Regions from separate parts of the Mus musculus genome. Here regions 1 and 3 are each linked to region 2. The links are chromatin contacts, called in public HiChIP or PLAC-seq maps. All regions are on one chromosome and are shown on one strand. Each heading gives the region's core, a stretch centred on a gene start, on an enhancer-like site or on the middle of the called end of the contact. The rest is flanking DNA. Distances are from core to core; before and after follow the strand shown.

Region 1 (2,700 bases), core at 52-2,551, 82 kb before region 2:
GAGCCACAGCAGAAACTGCAGCGTTCCTCAGCCTTTGCAGACTGGCACTTTCCTCTTCAGTGAAAGGTAGTTATGGACTGCCAGGCCATAGAAAACCCACAGCTGCAGCTAGGGAGGCTGCTCAAGCTGACACGTGTCACAAGGGAAGGAAACCCTCCCTCTAATGGAATGGTTGAGTGAGTCAAATCCCCTACTGAGAGTAGCATCGTTCATTTGATCTTGTATTTACTAAGCTCCCATTCTATGCCACATTGGGTATTGGGTATTCTCTCTGTCTTGGCTCATACCAACCATGTAAATAAGGATCACTGCCCTCACCCCCTGTAAGGAAACATTCAGAGAACAGGGACCTGCCCCAGATCACACAGTGGTAGGAAGTAATGGCACAATCTGAACCTTTCTCTAGAGCTGATGCTCTGGCTCCTGGAGATCCAGGATGAGGCTAAAGTGCCAGTCTGGCTTTCAGTCACTTCCCTTGACCAATGGTGCTCAGATTCCATGAATTCTGTATTCGAGGCTGGTGCATCGTGGGAAAGAAGCAGACATGTCCCTACTGCAAGGAGAAGGTGGACCTGAAGAGGATGTTCAGCAATCCGTATCCTTTGGGTCCTTGTTGAGAGTGGGTGGTGGGAAGAAAGTCTACTGCTTCCAGCATTCAATTTGGTTTCTGTTCTAGGGAAGTGGGATGTCCTAAATCGCTAGTGGAAGCAGCCACTGCCACTTGTCATGTGTTTGCTCCCTCTCTATCAAGTTCTTCACCTGTGTCAGCTCACTTGATTCGCTAGCAACTTTCAGAGACTGAGCCATGTCCACTGTTATTTCACCAGTGAGTGACGCCTTACCCATGCTGTGCAACTGCAGGCCACCTTCACCTGTGCAGGCAGGGCCTGAGGGGCAGGGAGCTGGCAGACACCTTTCTCCGTTCACTTCTAGTGAAGGGCCTGTTTTACTTCGCACTGTCCTCCTACCCAGCCATTTCTCTGGCCTCACTTTCACTTGCAAGGATCCAGCTCTGTTTCAGCTCCTGTCCCAGCTGCCCTTGTGTTCTGTGGAACCAGCAGGACTGGATTCAGATAAGGGAACATAGGAGTACACTGCCACAGTCTCTGAACAAGAGACTCTGGCCTTTCCCATTTCAGGTTTTCTACATGGTCCTTCTAGGGCTGCTCCCTGAACACTTATGGTCATCTGGCCTTGCTGGGGTTTATGGCTGCCCTTAGCTCTTAGAGACCCAGGCCAGGCTGATATTTTTGATGCCTTTAGAGCAGTGCTCCACCCATTTCAACAGCTTCTCCACAGATTTTGCTCCCAGCAAGCTCTGCAGGCATTCTCTCTCTTCAGACCCCTTCCTTTCCCTCATTTACAAGTAAAAGGAAAGGAAACGCCACAAAAGACATTTTGGCCTTAGTAGGGCCTACTTCAAGTCTCTGTCCGGGTGGACTCCTTATGAATAACCTGTTGGCTCCTTTTCTCTCTGACTGTCCTGTTCTGTGACATTATTCCTGGGTAGATATTAAGAAACATTTACTCACTCCAGATAAGGAACTAATGACAAAACACCCAAGTCCAACTTAGTGAACCAGTGAGTTGTATTGGTGTTTCTTATCAGTGAGGGGTTATTTGTAGGGGCAGAAATGACTCAAAGCTGCACCATCAAAAGCTACTATAGATGATGGCTGCTGAAAGTCACAAGCCTAAAACTCCCTGCAATTCACTTGGCCTGAGCTCCTCTGGTCAGTTCGGCTGGTCTTAAAGTCTTCCAGGCAGCTCAACTTAACTCAGAGTCTGCTAGGAAACTCATCAGCAATTTTCACTGCCTATAGACTTTTGAGGAAAGAGTGGCCTAGTGTATTTGGTTGATTTCAGGGACTTCCTGAAGCTTTTGAATTGTTTACTTTCTGGGCTTAAGGAGCTTCCCTGCTGGGTGGGATGTTTTAGCTCTAGAATAGTTTACTTCTTAACAAGCTTCCTGCCAAGATGAAAGAAAGCTTTTATCTAGAAGGAAATTTGTACACATGTCAATAGACTCAGTCTTTTTCTTGATGGAGAAAACCTTAAATTTTGTACAATGCAAGAACCTTCTGGGGCCCAGGAATATAGTTAGCTCAGTGGAAAGTACTTACTAGGAGACTACTAGTTAGCTGGGGTGGGGGTTGCGCACCTTTAATCCCAGGATTTGGGAGGCAGAGGCAGGTTGATCTCTGAGTTTGAGCCAGGTTGGTCCCCAGAGTGAGTTAGCCTTAACTATACAAAGAAACCCTGTCTGGAAAAGGCAAAAAAAGTGGGGGAGGGGCAGGTAACTATAACCTATTCCCAGCCTTTTCTGCCATGGGTTTGTAGAGTGTCATGTCTGTCAGACTCAGGCTAGGCTGTTTGTCATTTCTGAGAAGGTGGTGTATCTATTTTACCCCTCCACTTCTCATTTCTGTCTCCAGTCCCCTCTGCTCTCCTTCTTTTGATTTTCTGGGTTCAGCTTTTCATTCCAACCTAGAGAGCTGAAGAGAATCTGGGTAGCTTGATTTTTACTAGGCTATGGAACAGCTTAAAAGTCTTGGCAGGGGCTGGAGAGATGGCTCAGTGGTTAAGAGCACTGACTGCTCTGCCAGATGGTCCTGAGTTCAATTCCCAGCAACCTCATGGTGGCTCACAACCATCTGTAATGGGATCAGATGTACTCTTCTTTTTTTTTTTTCTTCAGAG
Region 2 (2,700 bases), core at 189-2,688:
CAAGTGTGTGGGGGGTGGGGGGGAGGGGAGATGGCCAGAAAACAAGCAGGAAATATACACAGGCACAATAGAGGTATGCTTCAGTGGAAGAGGCCTAGAAAATATATTTGTTCCCCAGCACTGCAAAAAGGAAAATAGGGGTACAGAAGGCAGTTCTACACTAAGATGGATTTTTCTGCCTTTGGTAATGGTTTCATTCTTGCACATGCTCATTTTGAATCTGAACACTTCTTGATAAGCTTGGTGTATAATAGGTAAAAATCAATGACCTCAGAACCTTCTGGCCATCTGTTCTTATCAATTACACACAAATATCAAAACAGCCCTTGCTCAGTTCTGTTTAGGCATCGGGGTAGGGCTGTGTCTGCAGCCCAACAATTCTACAGTTCTTAGTTCAAGGCATTCATCCCACTTCCAAATCTCACAAATAAAAATAAACTTCCAGGGCTGGAGAGATGGCTCAGCAGGTAAGAGCACTGACTGTTCTTCCAGAGTTCAATTCCCAACAACCACATAGTGGCTCACAACCATCTGTAATGGGATCTAATGACCTCTTCTGCTGTGTGCTCACATACATTAAATAAATAGATAGATGATAGATAGATAGATAGATAGATAGATAAAGAAATCTTCCAAAAGGAAATGTTTCTTAGTGAGCCATCAGGTAAAATCTCACTCTGACAGAGTAAGACTGGCTTTAGACTAAGATTCAGACCTTACAATTAGTCATCATGTGCTTGAACTTGGACCAACAAAAGAGTCCTTTGTGCTTCTTCCTCTAAAGGAGAAAAGTACCACACAGGAACAGAACACATATACCTATTCGTGTGCCTGAAAGCTTCCCTTGACCTGAATACGCACCATACACAGACACAGGTAAGATATCCACAGCGCAGAGTCTCCCTACTCCCTCCCTTACCGGCAAAGCTCCCTCCCCATAACAGACTTGAGAGAGTAGTAAGACTTGACAAACCCAGAACTTTGGAAACAAAAGACTAAGCCACACACAAAGAAAAGGAAAAAAAGATATAAATATGGATTAAATCAAGTTGGTAAATTATGTTTTCAGGAGGCAGTTTCATACTTCCACCCCCACCAAAAAAGGATAATATTATGCTGAAATTAAAACAAATACCATCGCTGGGCAGTGGTGGCACACGCCTTTAATCCCAGCACTTGGGAGGCAGAGGCAGGTGAATTTCTGAGTTCGAGGCCGGCCTGGTCTACAGAGTGAGTTCCAGGACAGCCAGGGCTACACAGACAAACCCTGTCTCGAAAAAAAGAAAAAAAAAAAAGAAAGAAAGAAAAAGAAAAAAGAAACAAGCCTGAGAACGTAATCTGTAGCTGAATCTAAGCTGCACCCAAATACCTTTCTGGTCCATGCCCTAGAGTTACTCCCTAGATACTTCCTAGCAATAGGCAATGAAGATTAGTCTGATTGTCTCAGCACCCACCTGTCAGCTTACAATAGTCATTCAGTTAGATGCTTGCCAGGCTATAAACCCCCTGCTTACTGGCCATTTCCGATAAAACCTTTTTCTTCGAGGACTCCAAGACTGGAGCAGTTTCACCTGCCTATCCTGCTCCATCAGGGTCAGAGGTGAGTAGGCCTGAGCTTGAATAAAAGAGACCCTTGTGCAATTGCATCAGAATCAGCTCCTTGATGGGTTGGGGGTCTTGAAAACAGACACAACATTTTGGAGTGTTGGCCAGGAAAGCCTCCACCCAAAGGGTCTCGATACTGGTAATTTCTGTTCACAGGTTTGTGTACCACTACAGAATTCTGTTTGTGTCTGCACAGCACTGTGGTAACTTTAGTTCCAGGTGGCATCCAGGTAGCTTTGGTTCCGGGTGTCTGCACAGCACTATGGTCTATGTCTGTCAGTGTGTAATTCTGTTCTGTTCCAGGTCTCTGCACAGCACTTCGAACTTTGGTTCCAGGAAGCAATGAGGTAACTTTGGTTTAGGGTGTCAGCGATGCAGTCTGTGTTGTTGTTTGTATGTAAACTGAGAGGTGCCATATCTGTCAGACTTGAGAATTGGTTTTGAATCTGTAATTGTGATCAGAGGTAGCTGAAGCTGATGCACTGGAACCAAACGGAGCTCGAAGACATTCCAGACCCCAATCAGTAGACTTTGCTGTCTCAATCTAGGATTGGATGCTGGACTCAGAGAGCCATGGGTGCTACCTTCTGGTTATTTCTCATTCCCTCTTGACAGAGAGCATTTTTCTTGTGTTTTGGTTGTTGTCCTCACTGTCAGGACTAATTGTCTACCCTTGAGTTTCTCATTACAGGGTGACTTTGACTCTGACAGATGCTAACATGGGACAATTACCTTCAACTCCACCTAAATTGTTTCTTAGCCACTTTAAGGATGTTAAAACTAGGGGACACAATCTCTGTCACCATTGGGAAAGATAAACTAACCATATTTTTCAAGCCAGGATGACCCACCTTTAACACTGGCTGGCCCCAGTAGGGGCGGGGGGGGGGGGGATACTTTGACCTGGGAATGGTCCAAGGGATCAAGAAAGTCATCTTTTTTAAGATTTATTTATTTATTTTATTTATATGAGTACATCACCATTGCTCCCTTCAGACACACCAGAAGAGGGCATCAGACCCCATTACAGATGGTTGTGAGCCACCATGTGGTTGCTGGGAATTGAACTCAGGGCCTCTGGAAGAGCCTGAGCCA
Region 3 (2,700 bases), core at 115-2,614, 70 kb after region 2:
TGAGTTCAAGGCCAGCCTGGTCTACAAAGTGAGCTCCAGGACAGCCAGGGCTATACAGAGAAACCCTGTCTCGAAAAACCAAAAAAGCAAAAAAAAAAAAAAAAAATGTTTAGAAAGAGAGAAAGAAAGAAAGAAAGAAAGAAAGAAAGAAAGAAAGAAAGAAAGAAAGAAAGAAAGGCAGACTTTTATCCCAACAGTCGGGAGGCAGAGGGCAGGTGGATCTCTGAGTTCGAGGCCAGCCTGGTCTACAGAGTGAGTTCCAGAGCAGCCAGGGCTACACATAGAAACCCTGTCTCAAAAAGAAAAGAAAAAAAAAATCAGGCAGGAGAAGTAGTGTGGAGTCATAAGCCTTAGAATGCTGCTCCAGGATGCCTGATAGACTTCTCTCAAGCAAACGAACGACACCAGACTTGTAGACAAACTCCAGTGTCCACAGCCCTGAACAGTGTGAATGGCGCACATCGGGGGCCCGATACTCACCAAAGCTCAGGATTCTCTCCCCTGCAATCTGGAGGCCTTCTCTTGCTTCCTGGCCTTTAATCCCACTGTTGGATGTGGGGGGTTGTCAAACACCTTCCTGTTTTTTCAGCCTGGTCACAAGACACTAGCAGGCTGGGCCAGACTAGACACTGACAGTCAGTTTTGCTGATAATAAGCTGCTATCTCAGGGAGATACTTCTTGGACTGGCTCCAAGGTGACTGTGAAATTCTGTCCCTCCCTAGTGGTCAAATGATCTCAACACTTAGGCTCCGGATGGGTACAACACTTCAACATTCAGGGCATTAGGGCTCAAATGCAGTCAAATAGCTGATGGAGGTCCTACACAAGCTGCCTAGCTCTCCTAGCATCCCCCAGTCTCTGCTTGTTTTCAGGATCCTCCTGGTTGGCGTGCCTGGTTCCCTGACCTAAACCTTCTCCAGCCCAGGGCCTGGGCCACCCTTCTTCTAGTGGTTCTTCTCTATAGAATGCAGTCATTTTGGCTAAGCTGGTCTTTTTACCCTTTTGCACTTTTGGTCTCATGGCTTTCCCCTCTCCCCTCCCATGACCCAGCTCAGGGTCTTGTTCACTCTGGGCCCTTCCAAATGCTTTTCTGGCTAGGCTCTTCTCCATATCTACAATAAACTTTCTCCTCCACCATACCTAGGGGCTGTCATGGCCTCCTTTTTATTTCTTTTTTTCCTCACTCAGGCAGGAGCTGAGGCAGGGCAGGGTGTTCACTCCAGGCCCCAGCTCAATCTTCACCTCAAATCCTCACTGGAAAGGTTAATTATTCAGAAGCTGTAGAGCTCAGGAGCATCACCCAGGGGGCAAACCTCACTCTTGCAATAGAGGAGCCATAAAGGCCAGTTAATAATCAGCCCCGGGGCAGAGACAGCTTAGAAGGGCCTCCAGCTTTAGGCTTTATAGATACCTGGCCCACCCTTCCCCAGTCAGCAGGCTGATCTGGAAGTATAAACAAGAAAGGAGGCTGACGGCTCTAGAAGTCCCCAACCTGTTGTGATCTTCAGTAGACAAACACTCCTGGTGTGTCACAGGATTCAGGTACATGGCAGTGGCCAGGGCGAAGGGTAGCAAGACAGAACCAGGGACCTCCTGGGAGCCTGTCTCTCTTTGTAGGGCCTTGTTCTTTGGCTAATTTTCCCCCAGAGTCCAAATTGCCTCCTCTCTCTCCTTCCTCCTTCCCTTCTTCCTTGCCTTCCTTCCCCTCCTTCCTTTTCTCTTTCTCCTGACATTCACCAATGTAGTGGTCTCTACTATCTCACTTAAATTTCGGTTGAGACAGCTCCCACATCTATGTCCAATTTGGAGCCTTCCTCTGGGGCCACACACGCACAGGTAACTGATCAACAACTCCGAGTCTCCTGCTCAAATCTACTCCCCACTCCTTTATCCAACAGCAGCGCCATCCTGGGCTCCCAGTAAGGGATGGGTGGGGGACGGGGTCCTGTTTTGGCTGCAGTGAAATGTGGGTGATGTCAAAATTAGCTCAGATCCTTAAGGGTTCCCCCCACGCCCCCACGCCTGTAAAGATCTGTCACAGGAGTGGGAGGTGAGCAAGTGGAGAAGGAAAGGAAGCCTGGGCTTCCACAGCACTGAGGCTCTCGTCAGAAAGGTTAGGCCATCAGGGTCTTGTGACTGGAAGTGGGTGATAGCCTGGCTGGTGAGGTTGGGGGAACTTGTAGCTGAGAGAAGTTGGGGACATGGGATCTTCTGATTCTATACAACAGGCCTGGAAGTTGCAAGCCTGTGTTCTAGTGACAGTCCTGCCATTGGCTCTGGTGTGGTCCTCTGGGGCTCATCCTATTCATGTGTATAATAGGACATGGGTGTTGGTAGTGGATGGATTATTTTAAAGGATCTTAGCAGCTCAAGACACAATGTGAGGTGTTTGTTTGTTTGAGACAGGGTCTTTCAGTGTAGCCTTGACTATCCTGGAACTCTCTCTGTAGATCAGGCTGGTCTCAAACTTACAAAGATCTGCCTGCCTCTGCTTCCCGAGTGCAGGGATTAAAGGCATGCACCACCACAGCCCGGCTGTTTGTTTATTTATTTGCAATGCTGGGATTGAAACTGGGGCTTCACACATACTAGGCATGTGCCACCACCCAGCTGTTTGTTTATTTGTTTACTTGCAATGCTGGGGATTGAACCCAGGGCCTCACACATGCTAGGCCAGCCTTTGCCATACACATCCCAAG

The links. HiChIP or PLAC-seq counts read pairs in DNA pulled down with a chosen protein or histone mark.
Region 1: a contact with region 2 is called in an H3K27ac HiChIP or PLAC-seq map of embryonic stem cells, with 7 read pairs. The contact joins two enhancer-like sites. A contact is called at or near these places in 17 of 39 promoter capture datasets (the C10 cell line, the HPC-7 cell line, Sertoli cells and 11 more), 3 of 15 datasets of contacts at CTCF or cohesin (CD8 T cells, the NIH/3T3 cell line and pro-B cells), 12 of 484 Hi-C or Micro-C datasets (3T3-L1-derived adipocytes, B cells, the G1E-ER4 cell line and 6 more), 11 of 115 datasets of contacts at active chromatin or transcription factors (CD8 T cells, the SCID.adh cell line, bone marrow-derived macrophages and 4 more) and 4 of 9 other capture datasets (adipose tissue, liver, macrophages and 1 more).
Region 3: a contact with region 2 is called in an H3K27ac HiChIP or PLAC-seq map of embryonic stem cells, with 9 read pairs. The contact joins the promoter of Folr1 here to the enhancer-like site in region 2. A contact is called at or near these places in 5 of 39 promoter capture datasets (the 3T3-L1 cell line, the C10 cell line, the HPC-7 cell line and 1 more), 2 of 484 Hi-C or Micro-C datasets (both in embryonic stem cells), 5 of 115 datasets of contacts at active chromatin or transcription factors (bone marrow-derived macrophages, embryonic stem cells and microglia) and 3 of 9 other capture datasets (adipose tissue, liver and pancreatic islet).

Annotation. Positions count from the first base shown.
Region 1 is chr7:102,021,207-102,023,906 of GRCm38.p6, reverse strand. Rnf121 (ring finger protein 121) reads left to right here. Exons shown (of 9, transcript NM_029211.3): 8 at 494-595. Among named protein-coding and RNA genes, the nearest start is that of Il18bp, 4.3 kb to the right of the region's middle. Within about 2 kb of position 1,301, at least 7 of the 459 cell types and tissues checked have an H3K27ac peak or open chromatin away from gene starts, as enhancers often do. A contact at or near this core is called in embryonic stem cells, where this site is marked.
Region 2 is chr7:101,939,154-101,941,853 of GRCm38.p6, reverse strand. It overlaps a transcript of Numa1 not described here. Among named protein-coding and RNA genes, the nearest start is that of Lrrc51, 19 kb to the right of the region's middle. Within about 2 kb of position 1,438, at least 10 of the 459 cell types and tissues checked have an H3K27ac peak or open chromatin away from gene starts, as enhancers often do. A contact at or near this core is called in embryonic stem cells, where this site is marked.
Region 3 is chr7:101,869,452-101,872,151 of GRCm38.p6, reverse strand. It overlaps Folr1 (folate receptor 1 (adult)), which reads left to right and starts at 1,364. Exons shown (of 7, transcript NM_001252554.1): 1 at 1,364-1,543. Gm35597 (a long non-coding RNA gene) reads right to left here and starts at 1,441. Exons shown (of 3, transcript XR_378387.3): 1 at 481-1,441.